Regions from separate parts of the Arachis hypogaea genome. Here all the other regions are linked to region 3. The links are chromatin contacts, called in public Hi-C maps. All regions are on one chromosome and are shown on one strand. Each heading gives the region's core, a stretch centred on a gene start, on an enhancer-like site or on the middle of the called end of the contact. The rest is flanking DNA. Distances are from core to core; before and after follow the strand shown.

Region 1 (4,300 bases), core at 1,254-3,753, 140 kb before region 3:
TTCGGCTTCCTTCAATCTTCCATAGCTCCCACACCCGAGTTCTTGGTGGTGGTGACGAGTCTGCAATCGGTGCAACTAGCCCGGGCTTTCCGTCATCTATAACTTCGTCAACTAAACCATATTCCTTAGCTTCCCAAGGATTCATAAAATTATCACGATCAGTGTCTAAGTCTATCTGCAAATGAAACAAATAAAATAAATGACGGGGAGAAACATATTTAATATATATAATTAGAAAAGATGATTGAGGTGCATCTGGAAACTAACCTGATCTACAGACTTCCCAGTAATCTTTGATAGTATCTTGTTTATCTTAATCTTGTGATATGCCATTTCTCTTATCCGAATGCTCATTTCAGTAGCCTGCAATCATGCTTATTATTAGCAAATATACACCATAAAAGAACCATTATTATGCATATGTGTAATCGCAGATAACTGGTCCATTACGCATGCCAATTTTCAAAAGATAACTCATCCTACATGGTGTAATCGCAGAGTAATTACACCAACATAACAATTCACAATAAATGGTAAAAATAATTCCATGTACAAATGTACTGTGTTTCCAACAGCTTTGTTTCTGCAGAATCATTGTAAGTTACATTTCTAAACTATTATTTACACCACTCTAATGTATCAAGACAAAAACACAAAAGGCATGTGAATCCATGCCAACTCATGATTTCGACAATTCAAGAACAAGAAAACTGACTTTCACCTATTTTTTTCTTTCATAGGAAAAATGATCCAACGTCCATGAAATCAAACTGAATTCAATAATTGATGTTGGGGGGAAGGAAAGGTCTTACTTTTCCACCAGCAGTTCCAAGTGGCTGATGGATCATAACTCTTGAATTTGGCATACAATAGCGCTTCCCTTTAGTACCAGACGCAAGGATAAATGCACCCATTGATGCCGCAAGCCCTACACAAACTGTTGACACATCTGCTTTGCATAACTTCATGGCATCATAAATACCCATTCCTATGAACACAGATAAAATAAGTTAAGAGCAACCACAAAAAGCCTACACGTATTACAGATTCATTAATCTGAACAATGCTCCAGATTTTACTAATACTCGGTTGACGTTCCCGTCCTATAACCGTAGATTCAACACGTTCAATATCTTATTCAGACAACCTTGAACCTTTCCTATGTAGCTTCAAATTTTCATAAGTATCTATCTTAGCTTGCCAATCACAAAGATCAACAACTTCTTTTATTGGTAAACAGATTAAGATATAACACAGATCAACAACTTACTTACTTCTTAATTGTACTTTCTGTAAGATATATAAGAGCATTGTGCTCAATACCATTAGCTTAGTGTCTTTTAAGATTTACCCCAACTAATCAATATCATACATACGACGTACTTATCCCTAAAAATTCCTCCTAGACTAATAAAGTTATGATATGCTAGCAAACGACTACAAAATTGAGCTGAAGAACAAAGCAAAAACATTGGGTAAGTGGAGCTTTGTTGAGACATACCAGCAGTGACAGAACCACCAGGTGAATTTATAAACAACTTTATGTCTTTTTTTGGGTCATCAGCATCCAAAAAGAGGAGCTGACTAATGATGAAATCAGCAGTCATATCATCCACCTGCTCATAACAAAACAGAAAACCATTTCACAAAACATAGCAACAAGTAATGGCATACTTCTTCAGTTTAGTTTCATTCCTTATTTTTACATCCCATGGTTCAGAAAAACAAACCCACATTAAAAAGCTCAAATATTTCTAATTTTCAAGAGTACCAAACAACATGCCCTCAGAAATTGAACACCATCACATCAATTTAAACCCCTCCTCCTGTCTCTTTTGTTTTGCTATGTTCGCCAAACAACGCAAATATGAAAAAGATGGCAAATTTCTCAACCAATTAATAAAACAAAACAAAATAAAAAATCAGAAAGACAAAGGGTACCCTTAAAATATCAAACATTCAGAGCGAGAGCAACGAAACCCCAAATTGATCGTACCTGAGAACCCAAAAAGATAATCCTTTGGCGGAGAAGCATATTGGTAGTGTCAAGTTCTTCGAGTCTGGGAAGCCGTGGAGAAGTCGTAGAAGCAGAGAAGTCATCATCGGAGACAAGCCAGTTGGAAGACAAGGTTCGTCTTGAGGCGTTAACAATGGAGAAGGATTTTCCCGTTCCTTTTTTGGAGGGAATGGGAATTTGGGAGTGTAAGAGGGTTTTGGTTCTTCCATGGCTGAAGGTGAAGTTAAGTGGGGTGCACGTTGAGGCCGCACCATAAGTTGCTGCTGCACATGCTTCCATCGTCTTCCTCTCTTCGCTCTTTTTTGGATGGTGCTAATGAGTTGAAGAGTCCCTTGGATATGTTCAACACTTCAACTTTAACTTGGGTTTTAGATTTGGACTCAAATTATTTCTTTTTTTATATATATATAAAAAAACAATAAAATGATATTTTTTTTTTATTGGGTGACCCGAAAAAAAATACTAAATTTGATAAACTATTTTATTTGGAAAAAAATTCTTTTATTTTTTATTTTATCTTGATTTAGGTTGCATTTGGATAGAATTTTTTTTCAGTATTTTTATCTGGTTTATCTTTTTTTTTTAAATTTATTTTTTAAATTAAAAACTTTTTTCCCTAAAAGTTTGTTTGATTTTATGAAAGGCAAAGAACGTACTTTTTTTTAATAGAAGGATTTTAAATTGCATTCAAAAACTTTAAAATTTATTGAAAGCATTTTTTAAAGTACTTTTTAAATGAAAAAGGAAAACGAACACTTCAGTTTCTTTTTTTTTTTTATCAAAATAGATATTTTATAGGATAATGATTCGTTAAACTCAAATGATTGTGGCGTTTTCACACACTCCAAAGTAAACTAAGGAAGTTTTACTCTTGAATGATAAATTTAGAAGTGAGATTCATTTTTATTTCATTGATCCAAGAATAACACCTTTATTTTTTTCATTGAAATCCTGTTTTAACCTCTTAATTAATAATTAGAGACACTGGAGTTTACACTTTACCTTTTTTGAAATACAATAGTTCTATGAATATTGGAGATTTCATCCAAATCCATCCGTCAATATTTGTAACCTTAAGTTTTTACACATTAACAAGAAAAAAATAGGTTTTAACAAGTAAAGCAAGAACCAGATTGGAAGAAACAGAAGGAAATTTTGAAGAATGAGTTATGTTCAATTTCATTTGGCGACATAAAAATGAAGTTAGAAATAAAAGATCCGGATGTAGTTCCATTTTAAAGGCAGTCAAGAAAGGAGAAATTCTGATTGAGATCCTCACTCCATTCAGTTTATAAACTCCGAATGATAGAAAACTAGTTATCCAAAAAGAAGGATGGAACTCAGAAAACTTCACCTCCACAAAATCATAAATATTAACATGAGAAGTCAGAAACATCCATTCTAGCTACACGCAAGCAACTTCAAACCAATAAAACAAATTCCAAAATCATGATGGTAATTGATACATATCGCGCACTTCATTTCCGAAGGAATGCCACAGTCGCCACGCGCGAGCCTACAGATCCACCAAACATGAATGTCGGATATGTGCGGACATGACTTAAGTATTGAAATATAGGATCTCTGCATGATTCGTCGTCCTTGACTCCCTCTACTTCCTGAGCAGCAGAGATTTTTCGTCTGTTGAAACTTTCCACTTCTTGTATCAGCTCATCCTTTGTGCTGTTGCACGATGTAATCACCTTACACAGACAAATGAGGAAGTCAACGAATACATACATCATGAAACGGAAAATAAATAGCACATGATTTTCTTTTTACTGGGATGAATAAAAGGAGTTTCGCTCTGTAATAGAGCAACAGTTGGGTAGAAACTTTAAAACAAAATTTGAAGTGCTTACAAGTACTCCACCAGGTGCAACTAACTTCGCAACAGAATCCCAATACATCATTCTGTAAAGGTAGAGTTGATCAGTTCCACAAAGCGGCAATTAAAAGGAGAACAAATCAATAAAAAATCCACCACTCCCAAGACCTCCTAAACCAGTTATTATTTTACTTTTATCAAAATTGGAAATGTGAAACATACAGATAGCAGAATTTTAACATCATCCCAATTCTCTAAAGAACAATTATGGGAATGCATATTAGGTTAGATGGTGCTTTCTCTTACCTCTTGACAGGACCATCAGGATGCAATCCAATAGCATCTAGCGTCCCCTTATCCATGACAAGTTGAAACTCTTGTTCCAACTTTGTCGCCAGGACATCATCGACCTTAAAATAATTAAAGGCCACATATTATCTAATGGACATGTAATA
Region 2 (4,293 bases), core at 733-3,232, 160 kb after region 3:
AGGCAGGATCTTCTGACCTGATGGAGGAGGTCTTGGATGATGCCTCCGACCTTGTGACGCATTCATATGATTAGGTAAGTGTATAACAAACAACTTTTGGCAATTAAAATAGAATGCCAACAGTAAGCAATTTTCATCCTAGGCTCTACAATTCATTAACAATACAATTGTGAATAATTTCATGTTTTAAGCTACAAAAATATACAACACATGTACTAACCTGGTTGTTCGTCACCATTGTTCTGTGCATCAGGTTGCGCTCTACCAGATGGTTGGGGCCTTCCATGTTTCTTCCTGCGCTTTCTTCCCCGGCCATCAGCTTCCTGACACTGAGATTGCCCCTATTCGCCTTCAACATGTGTCTCATGGTTATTTCCTAAATTGGGTTCCTCATTTTCAACAGTTACAGCGTGACTTTCAATGGGTACGTTATCAATACCTACGTCATCTTTCTCCAATTGATCATTCCCCCTTTACTCAACACTGATTCACCCTCCTGTTGCTGTTGCTCCTCATACTGTGGGGGATCATCTTGATGAGTTTCTTGAATTTCTGAAATAGTTCCATCTACTACTATATCATCTGGTCCTCCATGTTCATCATGCTGTGGGAGATCCTGGTCATGATTTTGCTGGTCTTCTGAAGGAGGTCCCTCAACTTCATCAACTAACTCTGGATCGGCGTCAACAGGATGCTCAAAATACAAGTGGACCCTGTTTTCATTCTTCAGTACAGCATCACACAATTTAACCACATCGGCATCCCTTCTCAGCACCAGTAGCCCGTTAGCTAAATCCATCTCCGACTCCAACCAATAAACTTCATTATACCTAGTATAACCTAAATCCAGAAACAAACCCTCAACAAGGAACAGATTACATGTATCAACATGCACCATGTTTATGACACTCACTAAACCATCGTTATACCTCACCACACCATCCACATCCTTCTCTAACCAACCCCGATGGTGATATACAAACGTGATATGAGTTGCCATCTAACAAAAAACATCAAATAAGTAACAATCAGATAAATCAACACATCAAGACAACCATCAAAAAAAATTTTCACTTCATCACAAACAATATGCAAACCCCAACGAACTGATAACAAGAAGAACGGAAACAATGAATGCTTACTGAAACCTTCGTTGTTCAATGGAGATTTCTTCACCTAGTATCAATGACAAACGTGAAATTCCATGTGATGTTAACAATTTCAAGACGCGAATGCAGAGATACACAAGACGAAGAGAAACATAGACCAACACTAAGAAACTCTTCAGTTTCCCGCATCCTAAATGGTCATAGTTAAACGGAGTGTTTCATTTAAGGTTAGCCTGGTCATTTACTAGGAATTGAACAATTAAGGTTTCATGAATTAAGGGTAAACATGAAACGGGACGGAAAGCCTTACGAGGATGCCACGTTGAAATTTCGTATACCACATCACCAAGCTCCATTTAACGGAGAAGGGCTCACTTCACGGTTGGACAGATCTGTTGCGTTTTTAGAATTTTCAAAGGTATAATTGTCTTTAACAAATATTAGGATTATTATTGTCAGCGTTTTACAATTTCAGAGGCATAATTAATAATTTACTCATTGCTAATATAAATTATGTGTTTATTGTTTTTTTAACTGTTTATAAACTAAAAGGTAGTCAACGAATTAATTTTTATTTGTTCGACTCGAATAATCTACTTAATTTATAAATTATCCGAGTCAAGTCAAAACGATCTACTCTTAAATTAGTCATATTTTTATTGGATAAATTTATCTATTTTCCTTTGCAAGATATAATTTGTTTTAATAACTCTAATTAAATTAAATTCAAATTATATTATTATTGGAATTTTGCATCTTGTTAAAGTTATCTACGGTCAAAAAATTTATTCAATAAACATATTACAAAAATATTAAAAACTAAAAATATTTTGCTTTTCAATAAAGACACAGGTTAGGGAAATTTTTTTTTTTATTATCGTTGTTATTATGATTTTTTTTTATTTGTTTTATGAAAATGATTGAGTAGCTATTATGGCTCTTCTCCTCTCAAATAGTGTGTGTGTGTAATTATGAAATGGTTTTGTATGTCGTAACTCGTTTCTTCGTACCATCGCCACCACCAACAAAAAACTTACCCTTAACAATCAATCCCATTCTCTCTGTCCCTTTCTTCTTAATTCTCTCTCTTTTCCCCTTCTCTGCTTTCTCCTTCTTCTTCTTTCTACTTCTAGGGTTTCGCTCTTCATTCTTCATCCTCGGCCTTCTCTACACCCTCTTTCAATATTCGTCAAAGGTGACATTTTTCGATCTTCTTTCTCTTTCTTTCCTCATTTTCCAACACCCCGTTTACTCAATTTTCTTCCTTTTCCCCTTCCCTTTCGTTATCTTTTCCTTCTTCCTTTTACTTTTACTTTTAATTCATTTTTGCAAATTATACCTTTTTTCTGTTATTTTTGACGGATTTTGACACCCATTTGCTTGAATTCCACGCCCCATTACTCAATTTCTTTGATTTTATCAGGTTTTGCTTCCTTGTAAGTTATTCAATCATTTCTTCGTTTTTGGTGATAGTATGAAATGATTCTCCTGATTAGTGCGAATTTCTCAGCCAGTTGTTGTTCCCCATTTCTGTGTTATATGTCTCAGGATTAAGGAGAGTAAAAGTTTCCCTTTTTCTTGGTTGAGGTTGTGAATTTCATGTTAATTTTTGTGGCAAGCTTTCATGAGCAGAAACAAATTAGACCCAGAAGAAATAGTCCGGGAAATAAGTTTTGTCATTGTCGTTATTTTTCTCCCTTGAATAATATAATTATTTGGATGTTTTTCTGATTCATTCTGAAGTTAACAATGCTGACTGTTGAGAATTGTCCTTTGTGTGCCATTTCAGTTTTTCAGGTTTGAAAATTGAAAGGATAGCTTGTTGACTTCTTGTTGGTTCACTCGCTTGTGCACCTCCTATCTTGTCCATGATGGAGTACTCTGTGGATTTTCTCAGTTACCTTGATTTGGACACTTCCCTCAAGATACTGATGTGTCTCGATGATCCCACTGACCTTGTTCGCGTGAGCTGTGTCTCACGGTCTTGGAGACACTATGGTGAGTTATACATGTTCAAAGTGTGCTTTTTGTTCTTCAATTGATGCCTCAATTTCATGAGAAGTGGAAAGTTAGTTGCTTGAGAGATATATATAATACATCTATGAAATTCACATTATTTTTTTTGGCATTTGATTGTTTGTCATCCCAAATTATGATATCTGCTCTGTTATATTTGTTCTAGAAGTGTCCAACCTAATATTGATTCCTAACCTTTGCACTTTTGAAGCTACATTGACCTATTCTGATAGAAATATTTTTGGAAACTTGTATCTTCTCCATTTCCTTTTCTTGTAATTTAGTTTTCCACATTTTGGAAAGACATTCCACAAGTATATATACAAACACTAAATGGTATTTTGGAGAATGATGGAGTTTAGTTTCCTGCTGCTAAATCAATCTCATCCTTGTGTATCTATTTTCTTCCCCCTTATTGTAAAGATTACATCATTTTTGGATTATGTTTATAATTTACATCATTACTTCATTTTTAGGTCATGGATAGTAATTTTGAAAGAGAGGCCAAACTACAGCTATACAAACACTTATTTGTTTATATATTATTGCCTTTGATCTAGTATTGCTTAATTTTTGAAATGGTGCAGGAATTTTGTGTAAGCACTTAACATGGTTTCCTTTCAACTTGAAAAGAGGTTAACTTAGAAGATTAATTATGACAAGAATAAAGTAGATATATACTAGTGATATGCTCTTTGTTGGGCACAAGTTCTTACTGGAATCTTTGTCAACATAGAGTGAAGTGCTGGGATCCCCTTTCTTATGAACCCCTTAGAGATATACTCACTTTCCTTTTAGGCTCCTTTAAGTTATTTGGGTTAACGATAACGATATTATAAATATCTTGAAGGACTGAAGTAAAATTTACACCTCCAGCTGTAACTGCTTGGACTAAAATTTGCTTGCACTTGCTGCATACTTTGTTTAATTTAGGAGGATATTTATTCATTGTTTTAGCTATCAGTCCTTTGTTATGTTAATGTTATATGAAAGGTATTTAATTGAATTTCTTGATTCATCATTAAAGAGCATTATTGTCACATTTGAGATTCTCATTGTCAATGGATAAAATTCATTTAAATATTCAATGCACTGGTTAATTAACCACTTATATTATTATTTGCAGTTATTGAAAATGGTCTCTGTAAGCAGCTATGCATGAGAATGT
Region 3 (4,562 bases), core at 1,113-3,612:
CCTTTTATTGTCAGCCTCGTACAAATGAGCCTCATTTTTCATTACTGTGGACCTTGGAGGTACAGTGTTAAGCCTCTCTGGCCACTTGGGAATCTGTCCAATAGCATATTCTCCTTTGACAGAAGATGTCCTTGTGACACACCTCTTCAATTTGAAGTACCTGTAAAATAAATAAAGCTTAATTTCACCCTTCAAAGTAATCAATGAGATCTACTAACAATAATGACATTCATCCAAGTGCTATACACCTATATCAATTTCGAAGTAGACAGAGAGAGTATCAAACATAATAAAATGAAAGATAATTCATAGTAGCTATACAGGAAATTACCAAGCTTGACTTGCATCATCTGAATCATCACATAATGCAAGACCAAAATCATTTTGGTGGGGGTGACACATTTTTCCTGCAGGCTTCTTCCAGATCGCAGTGTTACCATCTACAACTATCAGTTCATAGCACAATGCTCTTGCTACAGCCTGGAGATCAGACCATTCTTTATCTTGTTTAGCCCACTGAACAGGGGGGCCAGAAATGACCAAATATCCACCAGGACGAAGTAATCTATCCACTTCAATAAAATAGGTTGCATCTGCAAAGCATATTTTCTGCATTAGAGAAGCAGCAAGCCTTCATGATTCAAATATATGGAAAAGGTCAGTAGTGAAGAATAACTCACTGTAGGCTGTAAAAGGGATCAAACAGCGAGAACAATGAACTAAGTCAAATCCAAATGCAGGGAATGGCAGTCGACGAGTGCCAAGCATGGCAACGAAGGCTGGTATTCCTCTTTCCAGAGCAAATTGTATCTGTGATTTATGTGAATCTCTTGGAGCAAAAGACATGGCTAACATATTTTGGGCTAGTAAATATCCTCCAAAACTAGCAACCTGTAAAAGCAAGATATATATTTCATGTTAAACAGCAATAAAGTCTAGTACGATCTCAGAAACAAAAATGGAAAACTAGCTCTTACCCCGCACCCCATGTCAAGAGCAGTCCTCATAACACCGTCACGTATAGGAATGTATTGAGCAAGCTTTTCAATATACTGCTCTGCTCCATCTGGAAACATTGTACCACCACCAGGGAATATAAAGTGTTGACCTTCACGCTTCATCCATCCCTGGTGACCTTTCCTGTCAGCAATTTTGTTGTGTGGCATGTTATCGTGCCATATCTGCAAATTTGGAAGGGGGATTGAAGAATGAGCAACAAAACTAGCTTTATTTATTTCACACTTGAAAAAAAACACTTAATTCAACTATCTTTGATTTTCAAATGAATATGTTATAACTAAAGTGAGCTTCTTATATTCCTAGGAAAAACCATTTTTAAAAAGGAATTTAATTTTGATATACTGATATTAATGAATTCATAATAATAAAACATATGAAGCCCTACACATTAGGGAACTTTCTCTGTCCTAGTTACTCTAGAAACTACATAAGTTCAGTTCAACCGTCTAAAAATATCAGCAAGCATTTCGGTAATGAAAACTCTTAAGTCTCTAAATTAGATACATGCTTCAAGTTCACTTCTATGGCTAAGTAGCCATGTAGCCTTAATCCTAATTTTCTAGCTCCGAAGAGAAAGTATGTACGACGCGAAATTTTTACAATGCTATATCATTTCGCAACACGGAATCAGCTACAAGCAAAATCAAGAACGCTGCACTAAATATTAAACAAGCAGAGTTGAGAGCATAGAAGAACCTTATGCAAGCTCTCCGGCCAGTGAACCGGGATCCGGTACCCCTTGGGCGGCGGAATCAAGCAGAGAGGAGTATCAATATGGCGAGGGCAGTGTCGCTCTCTGTAGAAGTTCATCTCCCTACTCAGCAACCTGTTCACTCTCGGATCCTCGCAGGGCATGTGGTCTACCTCCTCCGCCGAGCACGCGTCAAGGAAGCCGCCTCCGCCACGTGGCTCCCCGTTCTCAATTGCCGAGACGAGGCGGAGGCGGTGGCGCGGGTCGGAGGAGCGGAGGAGGGTGTTGCGGCCCGATGCGGCGAGGGAGTCGCCGAAATGTGTGAAAGCCATGAGGAAGAATATGGCGACAAGGAAGAAGAAGAATAAGGTTATGAGGTCGAGAAGGCGCCATTGGCGGGGGTTGATTATGGCGGTAATGAAGCTGGGGCCGCTCCGTTTTGACGACAGAGCCATGTTTTGAGATCGGAAGTTGGGTTTTTGAAGTGTGTATGTTAAGTGTTTGACGAAAAGTGTGTGTGAGGTATTAGATTTGGATCTTCGCACTCACACATTCTCATACACTGTGGGATCTCATATTCTTGGCTAAATGCTGCCATCACATGTTATGCGTCGTATAATGTGAACCTGCGTTGCTTCATGGTAACAATGTCAAGAATTTTAATCACATTTTAAGTATTCAATTTAAAAATTAGTTATTTTAGTTATATCATAATACGCTGTTTTACGCTCTAAGTTCATAAAAGAATTTAATTACAATTATTACATTAACCAAGAATTTGACTTCTCCACTGTTTATTACGTGGGCGCGCTACACATCCATGTAACAAAGTTGGCCCAAGTCCAAATAGAGTCACTTACGTTAATGACGAGTGAAAACACGTGCTCGAAAACCCTTCGTTACTTCGCCCTCATTATGAAAAAATGTTACTTCTTCCTCAACATGAAACCGCTCATTCTCTTCGAATCTCTCTCAAAATCACTCAAACTTCAGTCATGTTCTCTACGAAAACACTACTAGAGAAGAATCGCGAGAAGATTTGGCAAGGAACAATCAGAAACGAACAAAAACAGCAACAGAGATTCGCCTTCCTCCTCCTCGTTCTCCTCCTTCTTTTTTGCGTTCCTTATTCTTCACGTGTTTTCTCTTTATCTTCATTCTTTTGTTGTTATTGCAGCTGTATTTTTTTTGTCTTTTCCTCTTTCTCTCCCTGGTGAAGAAGCAATAGAAGGTGAGGAGGAAAAATTTTAAATTGTGCAGAACAAAAATGAACCGAAATGACTAACTCCACTGAACCGAACATCATTCATGTGCTAAATAAAACGTCATGAACATTTAAGCATCAAGAAAAATATTTCTACATGCACAAGGACTCAATTGAACACACTAACAATCAAGTAAATCAAAATGAGCAACTCCACTGAACTGAGCAACATTCATGTGCTGAATAAAACGTCATAAACATTCAATCATCAAGAATAACATTTTTCCATGCAAAAGAACTCAACTGAACACATAACAATCAGGTGAACCGAAATGACCAACACCACTGAACCGAACACCAATCATGTGCTGAATAAAACGTGATAAACATTCAATCAGTAAGAAAAATATTTCTACATGCACAACGACTCAACTGAATACATTAACAATCAAGTGAATCAAAATGAGCAACTCCACCTAACTGAGCAAAATGTTGGTGTTGTTGGTGATAATTATAACGAAAGAAGAAGAAGAAGAAGAACCTACGTGCACGAATTTGAAAGAAGATGGAGGAAGAGGAGGAGAAATACTATTCTTGTTGATTGAAAGTTGATCACTATTTATTCACCACATGAACATTGTTCAGTTCGGTGGCCTTTGTGATTTTGATTCACCAAATGAATGTTGTTCGGTTCGGTGACCTCCTTTTACTTTTGAAGGTTGTAGAAAGGCTTAGAAAATGGGGGTTGAATCTATGGCCTTCTTTTAAGTTACTGTAATAACCCTTTTAAAACAAACTTGCCATCTAAATCTGTTTGAACTCAGCAGTGAAAAATTTATGAGACAATTTCATTTTGTCTCATGAATATCAGAAAACAGAACAGAGCAGGGAAGAGAGAAGCTGACACCATCATGTATCCTGGTTCGGTTGCCTTTGTGCAATGCAACCTACGTCCAATCTCCACCACAACAGTGGTTGAATTTTCACTATAGTTAAAGTATTACATACACCAATTCCACATGATTAACACAATCCTTTCACACTCAAGTTCTAACCTAACTTGACTTGGTTATGCTAATACCTAACCATTCACTCTTAGTGCTCACCCAACTAAGAAAGGGATACCTCACAGGTACAAGATATAAGACATAGACTTAACCTAAAGAAATCTGAAATAACTCTAGATTTTTCACTCATGTGTATCTCTATGCCTTTTTCTCTCTTAGGCTCTTTCAATGACTCTCTCATTCAGCCTTTTACCTCAAGAAATTACAGAAAGTTAAACATTAAAAAGTAAATTACAATCTGCAAAACATGAAGAAGATTGGCTCTTCAACAGTCCCTTTGCTATGTGATAAACCAGATTTGCTAGCCTCTGATTCAGTTCTTCATTCTGGCGGAATGCTCCTTTGACTAGGAAGCACTGTCCAAGTAGATGAACTTCTTCAGAGAGCTCTTCTCAGAACATACACCTCAAGAACACTGGTTATCTCTCCTTGGCTTCTGAATGGTGAACCAACTTCTTTTGTATCTCCTTGCATGTTGCTGAGTTGCTCTCTCCTAGGTCAACTCTCGAGCTTTGTGCTTCACCAACCCACCCTCTCACTTTTTTTCCATTAATTCTCAAAATAGGAACTTTGGTTCTGA

The links. A called contact is a pair of places that touch in the nucleus more often than the background predicts.
Region 1: a contact with region 3 is called in a Hi-C map of leaf, with 4 times the contacts expected there. The contact joins the promoter of LOC112744015 here to the promoter of LOC112744018 in region 3. A contact is called at or near these places in 2 of 8 Hi-C or Micro-C datasets (both in leaf).
Region 2: a contact with region 3 is called in a Hi-C map of leaf, with 3 times the contacts expected there. The contact joins the promoter of LOC112744023 here to the promoter of LOC112744018 in region 3. A contact is called at or near these places in 3 of 8 Hi-C or Micro-C datasets (leaf and an unstated tissue).

The regions. Positions count from the first base shown.
Region 1 is chr14:125,631,472-125,635,771 of arahy.Tifrunner.gnm2.J5K5, forward strand. It overlaps LOC112744015 (ATP-dependent Clp protease proteolytic subunit 3, chloroplastic), which reads right to left and starts at 2,504. Exons shown (of 5, transcript XM_025793474.3): 1 at 1,997-2,504; 2 at 1,502-1,616; 3 at 813-988; 4 at 268-363; 5 at 1-175. The coding sequence starts at 2,296. LOC112744016 reads right to left here. Exons shown (of 7, transcript XM_025793475.3): 5 at 4,152-4,255; 6 at 3,880-3,931; 7 at 3,354-3,720. The coding sequence ends at 3,496.
Region 2 is chr14:125,932,374-125,936,666 of arahy.Tifrunner.gnm2.J5K5, forward strand. It overlaps LOC112744023 (F-box protein At4g00755), which reads left to right and starts at 1,983. Exons shown (of 6, transcript XM_072214862.1): 1 at 1,983-2,545; 2 at 2,658-3,107; 3 at 4,252-4,293. The coding sequence starts at 2,978.
Region 3 is chr14:125,773,524-125,778,085 of arahy.Tifrunner.gnm2.J5K5, forward strand. LOC112744018 (probable pectin methyltransferase QUA3) reads right to left here and starts at 2,363. Exons shown (of 7, transcript XM_025793478.3): 1 at 1,717-2,363; 2 at 978-1,181; 3 at 681-891; 4 at 332-593; 5 at 1-160. The coding sequence starts at 2,166.